3 separate regions of the Sus scrofa genome follow, and all the other regions are linked to region 1. The links are chromatin contacts, called in public Hi-C and HiChIP or PLAC-seq maps. All regions are on one chromosome and are shown on one strand. The core of a region is the stretch at or near the end of the contact, and the rest is flanking DNA. Distances in the headings are between cores, read along the strand shown.

What was found. Hi-C and Micro-C count contacts between places; a contact is called where the count stands out from the background. HiChIP or PLAC-seq counts read pairs in DNA pulled down with a chosen protein or histone mark.
Region 2: a contact with region 1 is called in an H3K27ac HiChIP or PLAC-seq map of alveolar macrophages. The contact joins the promoter of EPS8L3 here to the promoter of AHCYL1 in region 1. A contact is called at or near these places in 3 of 5 promoter capture datasets (fetal liver, fetal skeletal muscle and liver), 17 of 47 Hi-C or Micro-C datasets (blood, fetal heart ventricle, fetal liver and 6 more) and 2 of 2 datasets of contacts at active chromatin or transcription factors (alveolar macrophages and skeletal muscle).
Region 3: a Hi-C map of embryonic fibroblasts shows a contact between it and region 1, with 4 times the contacts expected there. The contact joins the enhancer-like site here to the promoter of AHCYL1 in region 1. A contact is called at or near these places in 4 of 5 promoter capture datasets (fetal skeletal muscle, liver and skeletal muscle), 25 of 47 Hi-C or Micro-C datasets (adipocytes, adipose tissue, alveolar macrophages and 15 more) and 2 of 2 datasets of contacts at active chromatin or transcription factors (alveolar macrophages and skeletal muscle).

What each region holds. Positions count from the first base shown.
Region 1 is chr4:110,131,251-110,134,579 of Sscrofa11.1, reverse strand. It overlaps AHCYL1 (adenosylhomocysteinase like 1), which reads left to right and starts at 1,754. Exons shown (of 17, transcript NM_001201381.1): 1 at 1,754-2,151. The coding sequence starts at 2,032.
Region 2 is chr4:110,309,897-110,313,225 of Sscrofa11.1, reverse strand. EPS8L3 (epidermal growth factor receptor kinase substrate 8-like protein 3) reads right to left here and starts at 1,693. Exons shown (of 19, transcript XM_021090056.1): 1 at 1,525-1,693; 2 at 1,121-1,260.
Region 3 is chr4:110,284,607-110,287,935 of Sscrofa11.1, reverse strand. No RefSeq gene overlaps it. Among named protein-coding and RNA genes, the nearest start is that of EPS8L3, 25 kb to the left of the region's middle. Within about 2 kb of position 1,680, at least 21 of the 83 cell types and tissues checked have an H3K27ac peak or open chromatin away from gene starts, as enhancers often do. A contact at or near this core is called in adipose tissue, alveolar macrophages, embryonic fibroblasts and 2 more, where this site is marked.

The DNA.
Region 1 (3,329 bases), core at 505-3,004:
CAGAGGTAGCCTTGAAAATCTAAGTCCCCCCAATAATCCACAGAAATCCGGGGGCAAAGGGGGCGCACTGGACTTTCCACAGGACGTGGGAGTTTGAGCCAATGTCATCTGAATGTCAAAGGACAAGCTACCTCAGCTGACATTGCCTCACCAGCTGAACTAAGTCTTACAAAACATAAAACGCATTACACACAACAGTACTGTCCAGGGCCGTAGCACAGGGGTGGCACATAGTTGAGCCCAGGAAAAGCATGTGAATAGTTCATGAATGCCCTGGTGGTGCACTGGAAGCTGGTGAAGTGTAATGTTTGGGGCTGAGGAGAAGCAGGGGGGTGGCCAATGATGTCTCTTTCCCACCCCCACCTCTCCTGCTCTCCAGCCCCTGACCCATAGCCCTATTCCATCAGCTCTGCCATATGAAGGTAGTGAACTGAGGTTTGGCGCTTGCCGTCATCCTCTACATGGATTACAGCTGCTGACCCGAAGCACCCTCTGAGCGGAGCTCAGGGTGGAGATCAGGAGTGAGGCACTCTGGGAAAACTGGAAGAACAGGTCTTCAGATACATTATTTTTAGGAGAAGATTTTATGTGCCTAATTCTTGCACCTCCTCGTATCTGGAAAAACTCTAAAATCCTTCAGGGTGGTGTCTGCTCCTTGGGACTAGTAGTGACCTTCAAGAGGCCAGCAAGAAACTTGTGTAAATGTGTGTGCATGGCCGTATGCACCTCCCCCTTCACCTTAATTGCATATATCCTGCTATTCTCCCTTTCCCCTTCTGAAATACCACCCACCCCACGCCCCACCAGGCTGTACTTCAGTGGACAGAAGAAGAGATGTCACAGTGACCTGTGAAGAATGCAGCCACCTCTAGTAGTCACCTCCAAGGGTGAGCTGGTGAGCCCCCAAGGGCTATGAAAACTCAGGATACTGGGCCCCTAAAGCTGAGGTGCATATCAAGGGCATGATTTCAGTGAGCCCAGACTACTTTTGTTCCTGCAATCTGCTCTTTGTAGCAAAAACGCCTATATATCTCACCTAGCTCCCCCCTCACCTCCTTAGAGCGGTTTCTCAGGGCTACCTGAGATGCTGTCCCCGGGGCTTACGTCTGAATTTTGCCCCAAATAAAACTTAACTCTCAACTTTCAGGCTGAGCATTTTTTTTAAGTCGACAAGGTCTTGTAAACAAGCAAGGCCCAGGAGAGACCGGGGCAGGCGAGGTCACAAAGGGCGGTGAAGACACCACACTGCTCTGGGGACCCTTCTGGCCACCCTTAAAGTCTCAAAGTAGCAGCCCCTTGAAAAGGGGCTTGTGGTTCAAAGGGCCTGGGTGGGAGCAGTGAGTGAGTGGGCTACAGCTCGGGCCCCAGAAGTTTCCTAGGACTGGCTCTAGGCTGTGTACTGCAAGGCTCTGGTCCTTGCTCCCAAGCATCCCTCACCCTTCTGAGGCCTTGCCTGGGATCCCGCGCCCTCCAAAGACCCCGCCTCACACACCCCGCCGCCTGTTCCTCGGCATCCTTGCAGGAACCACGCGCCACTCACAGGGCGGATGGCGCCACCTGGCGACGCGAAGGGTCCAGCTCCCCGCAGAAGCTTCATCACCCGCGAGCTAGGAGGAAAGGGCTGGCTTCTGGCGGCCCAGTCCAAAGTGGTGACGTCATGACAGAGCGCCGTTTCTCCACGCCTCTCCCCCGCCCGCCTGGAGCTGCCAGTACCCGACGTGGCGTCACCGCCCTCTACCCTTACTTTGCGTGCGTATTTGCGTGCGGCGGAGGTGGCGGCGCGGGCTGGTCGGAGCTCCGGGTTGCTGATTCTGGCGCTCCTGTGGCCGCCGTAGCAGTCCCGCTGCCTTGGACCGCCGAGCCGACGAGGCGCCGGCTCCAGCACCTCGGCACCGGCCGCAGCTCGGCGCGGGGCCCGGCGGGAGGGTGGGCGAGCGCGTGTCCGAGGGCGCCGCGCGGGCGGGCGGGCGGGCGCCCGTGAGGGAAAGAGGCGGGGGTGGTGGGGCAGCCGCGGGCCGGGCCGGCCGGGGGATGTCGATGCCTGACGCGATGCCGCTGCCCGGTGTCGGGGAGGAGCTGAAGCAGGCCAAGGAGATCGAGGACGCCGAGAAGTACTCCTTCATGGCCACCGTCACCAAGGCGCCCAAGAAGGTGCGGGGGCTCTGGGTGGCGGCGGGGGTACGGGCGGGGGCCTCGCGGAAGGGGCGCGAGCGAGCCCCGAGTCCGGGCTCCAGCAAGTTCGGGACTTCAGGGGCGAGGTTTGAGGGACCCGGGACGGCGGAGGTCGTGTAAGGGGTGGCGGGTGAGCGGCCCCAGGCCTATCCCCAGCTGGAAAGGCCGCCCCTGACCTCACTTTCCTTTGTCCCTCGGCCCTAATCCTTCGGGATCTTTTCGAAACCCGGCAGGGCCGGGCCTTAAATTTGCGGCTGACTTTTCTTGGCTGAAGGGCCTCGGAGACGGGACTGGGAGGGGGTGAACCAATTCAGTTGACCCCGGTGACCAGCCCCAGGGGATGAGAGTGTACGGGAAATCTCCCGTCAAGTGAGTGGGTAAATCTGATAGTGTTTCTTTGGGCACATCTTTGGGAGCTGTGGTCGGTTTATCCAACAACTACGTGTGATCTTGGAGGCAAGATGAAAAAATGCGTGGAGCTAGCTCTTGTATGCAGGTGAAAACTGTGAGGGCAAATTGAAATTGAAAAGAAAACTTTGATTTTCATCTTCTGTGGTCATCGAGTTGCTTCGACGTATGTAAGAAATTAACATTTGGAGGTTGGTGATAGACACTGTCATGGATACAGGTTGATCGTAGAGTCATGCCCATAGATCACTGAGACATCCCTAAAGAAAGGAGCCTGGGTGGGTTGGAGGGGTGGGAGGTAAGGAACGATTGCTCATTCTTAACTGCACTTAGGAGGCAGAACAAGTTTAGTCTCTTGTGCTGTGGGTTGAGCTCTAAGGACGTCTTTCGCATTCTCTTTTCGTGGAAGATTAAATGGCAACCTTTGGAGGTTTGAATCTAACCAACTCTCTGAGCGGCTGAATTAGGATCCCTAGTACTTTCTGAGCATTGCTGCCGAATAGTCCTTGACCTTCTGCATACCTGGCACGCAGTTAACCCTAGACCAGAGAACCTTTGCAGAGAGGTGACCTTTCTGAAACCAGCAAAAACCTGAATAGACATTTCCCTCCTGTATAAAGACAGAGTTTCAAGGCTATCTCTGCCTACAGTGTCTGATGGGAAGCACTGTTTGTATAAGCTGCACAAAGCAGGGTTCACAGGAATAGTTACAGTCCTTCAGGATGAACGAGTTAAGCTGTCATAAGTGG
Region 2 (3,329 bases), core at 444-2,943, 180 kb before region 1:
GACTGCAAACGCTATGCTCAAACTGTTATGGGCCTCGGTCCCCGGGCTGTGACCGCCTGAGGACAGACTGATCTTGTCCCCACTGTACCCTCCAGTGCCCTCCTGGCCCAGAAGGAGGGTCTAGAAGACGTTTATGTTGACACGGAAGGGAGGTAAATGCGGTGCGTGCGTGTGCGCGGGGTGGAGCAGGAGTCGGTGGAGCGTGAGGGTCAGGGGCGTGTGTGACTTCCACGAGATGTGTGTGCATCATGACCAGGGTGTCGGTGGTGTGAGTGTCTGGGCATCTGCGTGGTGCATCTGAGTTGTCCAGAAACCTTGGAATATCCCGGGCAAAGTGTCAGAGAACAGCCCACACCCCTATTACGAGGACTGCTATGAAAATAGCAGAGGAGCTGATAAGGTGACTCAGTGTTGGGGAAATGAGTTGCTAGTAAACAATTCAGGGACCGTGGAGGGGCGGCCGGGTTTCTGCTTCCGTTGTTTGGAAGGATCCCTGTCCTCTCCAAGGGTACGGGGTTCCCAAAGCCTGCCCCCACCACCCGCAGCTCCACCTCTCAGGCTGCAGCACTTCCTGCTTCTAGATCCAGAAGACAGAGAAACTGTGCTCTGCTGAGGTTGGCACCTCTCCCTACCCACCAGTGCCCCCCCCCACACACCCACTCCAGGATGGTCCCTGTGGGTCTCTGTGGCAAGTCCAGGAAAACATCTGCGCTCAAGAGTCTGCCAAGGAGACAGGGGATGGGGAGACCCTCAAGGTGGCAGAGGGGCGATGGGGGATGAGAGGTGGGGGGGAAGTGGGGGCTGACTCTGGTCTGCCTTGCCCCTGGGAACGGGGGCTGTAGCAGCCCGATTTCCCCAAATTTAGGAGCTTGGAGCAGGGAAAGAGTTCATGTCTGCATCACAGACCCTGAGAGAAGCAGCCCAGAGATACTCTGGAGCCCTCCTCTCCGGCTGGCTCACCCGAGGCTGAGCCCCAAGCCCGTCTTGGGCTTCCTCCTTCTGGCTACATCTGAGAATGGGCTGGAGACCCTGGCCTGGGAAGCCACTGAGTTGCCTCCAAAGCCCTGGGATCCCCCAAGGCTCGGCTGGGCCCTGATCTTCCTGAGGGCCAGGCCCTTACCTGGGTTCCAGTGGGGACTGGTGGCTGGTCCCCTGAAGGAGCAGGTGTCTGAGCCGGTGGTCTGGGGCTCCGGATGGGAAGGCAGTGGCTTCTCCGCTAGTGGCGTGGCCGCAGGTAGAGGTCCTGTGATCCAGCGAGCCCTGATGGAGCAGGCAGGCCTTATGGTGGTGAGGCCCTGAGGAAGCCACACCTGTGCTCTTTGGACTCTGGCGGGGGGGTGAGGGGAGGGTGGAAGGGAGGCCTCCTAGGCCACCACCTGCCCAGCGCCAAAGCCTGGGGCCCGTGGCAGTGCCTGTGCCGATGGGTGTTCCAGGCTTAACCAGAGACCCCTGCTTCCCAGCTTCTTCCTCTGCTTGCCTCTGGCATTAGTGTGAGGGCCCCGCTTCCCCCTGCCTCCTGGGTACCTCCTCTGAGACCCCAGATCAGCATCAGGCACGAGGGCGGAGACCAAAAGAAGAGGGCACCCGGGCTGGGCCAAGCCCAGCTTCTGCGGTCAGGGCCCAGGTGGGGGGCGGCTGCAGGTGGACCCCAGCCTGGGGCAACCGAAGGCTGGCGTGTGTGCCGGTGCGTGCGGCACATGTGAGTGTGTGATCGTGTGTGCCCAGGTGGTGCCTGTGAGCAGCAGGTGGATCTCATAGGAGGAGACGGGCGCTGAGGGCTGGGACTGCCGTGGGCATGACACACAGCGCTGAGATTTCTTCCTGGCAGAGCCCGCCTCATCCCACCCTTTCTTCTGTCCCCTCGGACCCGGCAGGGAGCCCCCTCCCTCGCCATTCTTTCCCTTCCTCTCAAGGGCATTTCCTTCCCTCCCCACCCTTCCCCATGCCCTCTGGCCTCTGGCTGAGCCTGGGTGGCTTCAGCAGAGATGAGAAAGCGAGGCCCGCCCCGTCCCAAGCCTCGTACTTCGTGTTATCTGAAAGCTCGGCACCCAGGCTGCCTGCCCTCTGGGGGCTCACAGTCCCACAAGGGAGGCAGGTTATAAACAGAAGCCACGGGGGCAAAGCAGGAGGGAGGGAGGGAAGTGCCTGTGTTCGAGGGGTGGTGGGTCTCCGGCCCCGGGAGGGTTAGGATCTGCGAAGGGGAGTCCTGGGGTCTGGGAACAGAGCCTGTGCCCGTCAGCCTCAGCTTCCTGTGCCATCCCAGGAGACCTCAGCCGGCTCCCCTGCCCCACCCCCATCCCAGCCCACACTGCCCTGGGTGGACTGGAGTCCAGGGTGGGACCCTGGCCGGGGGCCTGCCTCACCTGAGAGGGTCCACAGAGCAGCCGCTTTAGGAGCCCAGGGATCAGGTGCCTGCGGGGCCAGCCCCCACCGTGGCCTCCTGGAACCAGCCCTCCTGACCTCCCTGGCTGTTCTGCTCCCTGGAACACAGGCTCTCAGTCCTTCAGCCTCTTTCAGGATAGGACAGCCCGGGTGCCCCGCTGTGACTGTTGTCCCTGCCCAGCTGAGGCCAGGCCCTGTCCTTCCCCCAGCCTGTCCCTGGGTCCGCATCCTGCATCTGCAGGGTCCGATAGGAAGCGGTGGAAGGAGCCCTCTGCAGCTTGGGTGGGGCTGGGCCTGGGGCTTCGTCAGCACGAGGCATTGTGGAACCACTCCAGGGAAGAGGGGCATTGGGAAGGCTGGAGGTGCCAGGCCCCAGGGATTGGGGGGCCAAGGCTGATGCTTCTGCACAAAGAAAGTTCAAGTGTCAAAGCAGTTCTTTGTCTGGGGCACCCGGAGCCAGGACACAGGTGGAAGGGGAAGGAATTAGGGACTCAGGAGGCATCTCCTTGAATGATGAGCCTGTGCAGCCCAAGGCACTTCATTCATTCATTCGTCCGTTCATTGTTAGAGTCATTCATTCTCTATACGGAGGGCTTCCTGTCTGCCAGGCACTACGCTCCATCCTAGGAGACACACTGGAAATCAGCTGAGTTCAGCATCTCCCTCCAAACCCCTTAGCCCCTCCTCCCGCCCTCCCAGCTCAGCAAAGACACCAGCACCAGCCAAACGTCCAAGCCAGGCATGGGTACCATCCGTGTCTTCCCTCAGCCCCTATCCCTGGCCCATCACCCATCCTGTGAGTCCCCCCACACCGTGCCCCCCACCTTAGCAAATTCCTACAGACCCGTCTTCCTCCCACCTCACTGCTATGACCTGAGCTCAGCCCTTCGTCAAATTGTCCACCTGTGACAGCGCCGTAGCCGCCAGCCTCCCTGCCTCCAGTCTTG
Region 3 (3,329 bases), core at 431-2,930, 150 kb before region 1:
AGCTTATTGTGTGTCAGATACTGTGCCAGACCTTCCAAGTACATTATTCTATGTCATCCTCAAAACAAGGTAGGAGCTTTTTATTGCCCTTTGACACAGGAGGAAACTGAGGCACAGAGAGGGTAACCAACCTGCCCAAAGTTACACAGCTAACAAAGCTATGAACTGGGTGTATGGTCCATGTGATCTCTCACTCCGAAGTCCTTGATGCACAGATACCACCCTAAGTCTGTGTCTAGGGGTTCCCTGTGTCCACAGGGGCCTAGGAAATCTGGGCCTACAGGGAAGAGCCCAGGGTTACTGTCAGGTGCCCTGGGCATGATGGGGTTACTGTCAGGTGCCCGTCTCCCACAGCAGCTGGATTCCATTACAGCGTGGATGGCTGTCTTTAGAAAGCCACCTTCTCCTGGGCTGCAAAAGAACAGGGTGACCACAGTCAGTGAACCCTGGGGCCCCTTGAGTTCCCACTGCCCGCCCGGCAGGGTTTCACAAACCTGTTGACGTTGACAGGGCAGCCTGTGTGGAGAGGGCAGGAAGCTTGGGGCCCTGTGGTCTGCCGGCATTGCTCAGAGTTTCCTGGGCTGAGCTCTTCCTGCGGGGCCCTCTTCAGGGCTCTGCCAGCCCAGCGCCCCCTGTCCTGTGGCCCTGTCTGGCTCTGGGAGACCCAGCCTGCTGATCCCAGGGTCTCTGGAGGCCAGGAAGGCCCCATCCTCCAGGCACTGAGCCTTGGGGGAGTTTTGAGATTCTGAGGACAGCCTCAGGGTGTCTGCAGTTCCCTGGGGACCAGCTCTGTGGGCTGTGGCAGGGACGATGCCACCTGCAGTAAGGAGATCCAGACTCCACACTCAGCTCCAGTACTAAGGCTGCAACCTCAGGCAGGTGTCTTACCTCCCTGAGCCCCTTCCGTCATCTGCCTCACAGGCTGTGGAAAACCCTTGTCAATCAGGAAAATACTCCACGGTACTTTTGGTGGCCTGAGCTGAGGCTGGGTCCCCCTTTGGTCCCCTCTGGTAGAAACTCTGCCAAGTCTGGATTTCCAGGTCCCTGCAGAAAGGGGGACCAACATTCCGGGTAGAGGACAGCCTGAGCCCATGCTCGGAGTCAGGAACACACACGCACACATTGAGCTCTTTATGCCAGGAACGGTCTTAAATATTTTACATACCTCAACGCGTGTCCCTCTCTTAATATCCCTACAGTAGGTATGAGCTGGGCTCCATTTTCCAGATGAGGCCATGGAGGCCCAGAGAGTTGAAGTAACCTGCTCAAGATCGCAGAGCTGGAAGCGGGGAACTGAGTAACCCAAGCGGGCCGTGATGAGAACAGGGGCCTGCAGGCAAGGGCGGTGGGCCTGAAAAAGATGGGAGAGACATCAGGGATTTGGCCACATCTACCTTGTCCTCTGCGTTGGGGCCGGGGGCTAGTACAGCGCCTGGCTCACGGCAGGCACTCCAACACGTTCCTGAAATCAGGGCTCTGCAGGAGGTGTGACCTGGCTTGCTTGTCCAAGGACACTGATGTTTTGCACTATCCGGGGTGCTGGACTTGCTGGGTGGGGGCGCGCCAAGGGCCCTTGGGCTAAAGTCTAGATGTTTTTGCCACCTCTGGCTTGAGATCTGGTCCTGCCCAGGCCTCTCTGGGGCCAGTAGGCTCTTTCTCAGTGGGGATGCTGGACCCCCAGTGGCAGGAATTTTTAATAGTTCCTCACTTGCCCTCTGGCCTCCTCCCTCCCCTCAGACACGGGCACACTAGCTGCTGCCCTCCCTGTGGGACGGTCTTTGCTGCTGGAGCTCAGGGTCCAGGGTGGGCCAGAGATCCAGGGGGACACACACACACACACACACACGGACCTGGAAGAGTGTGTTTGCTGCCAGCAGAGGCTGCTGAGAGACCAGCCTGTGTACAGGGCTGCAGAGCTGGGGGTCTGGTGAGAAAGGAAGTTTCTGTACCTTGTGGTGCTCAGACCCCACTAGGAATGTGGCTGTGGGCCAGGATCCCTCTGGGCAGGAAAGGATGACTCGGCAGAAACGGCATCCTGACCCCACAGGATAACTGGAGCCGCTGCGTCGGGGGCAGGGGCCGAGTGGCAGGGCTGGCGAATCCATGCCCCCTCCACCTCGGCCTTCGTCTCCACCCCACCCCACCCCCCAGACCTCCTTAAGATGCTCTTCTCTGGGCTGGGGCTTTCAGACAGATTTGGGAGGGGGCCTGGGGCTGGCCTGGCCAGCTCTTCCCACTCCGAGGGATGGGGCTGAGAAACGGCGGGGAGAAAGCAACCTAACACGGAGGGGCCCGGGTCCGGCCCAGGGCAGGGGCCCAGCATGATTCAGGGTGGGGGGCACCGGCCTGGGCCTGGCACTGGGGAGTTCCAGGCCAGGAGCGCCAATTGGAAGCACATGTGTTTAGACAGGCTCGGAAACCCACAGAGCTGCTTTTCCATCCCCTGAGCCCAGCTTCTGGAAAACTAAGGCTCTTCCACAGAATCCTTAGTAGATGAGTTCCTTTGGCACCAGAGGCCCTCATGACACAAGCCAGTCACTACCGGGGACTATAATGTTCCTCCAACTGGCACCAACCTCTGCCCGCTTGCATGCCAGGCCCTGAGCAGAAGGGGAAGATGGTGATGGGGAAAATGATAGTGTCCCAGCTCCTGCCACTGCTGCTGTTAGCAGGTACCAAGCATTTCCCACCAACCATTTTTACCTGTTTACTCTCATGCATTCCTCATAAATACTCTCTGAACTAGGTCAGTACAAATCTTCTAATTTTAGAAAAGAAACCGTTTTGCAGAGGATCGAGTAACTTCCTGAGGTCGCTTGCTGAGAAGCAGAATAAGCTTCTGGGATCTGAATGATTCGTGAAACCCCTTCTTTGGCCCTGTCGGGGAAAGAGGAAGGCAGAGGGTTTGGGGTTCTGGCCTCCCGCCCTGAGTGTCACCTGGTGGCTGAGGGTCACCAGGCTTGGCCCATGGAAACACTGACCCCTTTCTGGGAGCAGTTGCAACACTGGGCGGTTTCCTGTGCAAAGCATCACAGGCTGCCCAGCATCATAGGCTGCTTGGGGGCTGGTAAGGGGGGAGGACCCTGGAATTTGGGGCTGGATGACACTAGCTGCGTGACTTTTTTTTTTTTTTTTTTGTCTTTTTGCCTTTTCTAGGGCCGCTCCTGTGGCATATGGAGGTCCCCAGGCTAGGGGTCGAATCAGAGCTGCACCAGCCTACACCAGAGCCACAGCAACGTGGGATCCGAGCCACGTCTGCAACCTACACCACAGCTCACGGCAACGCCAGATCCTTAACCCACTGAGCAAGGGCAGGGATTGAACCCTCA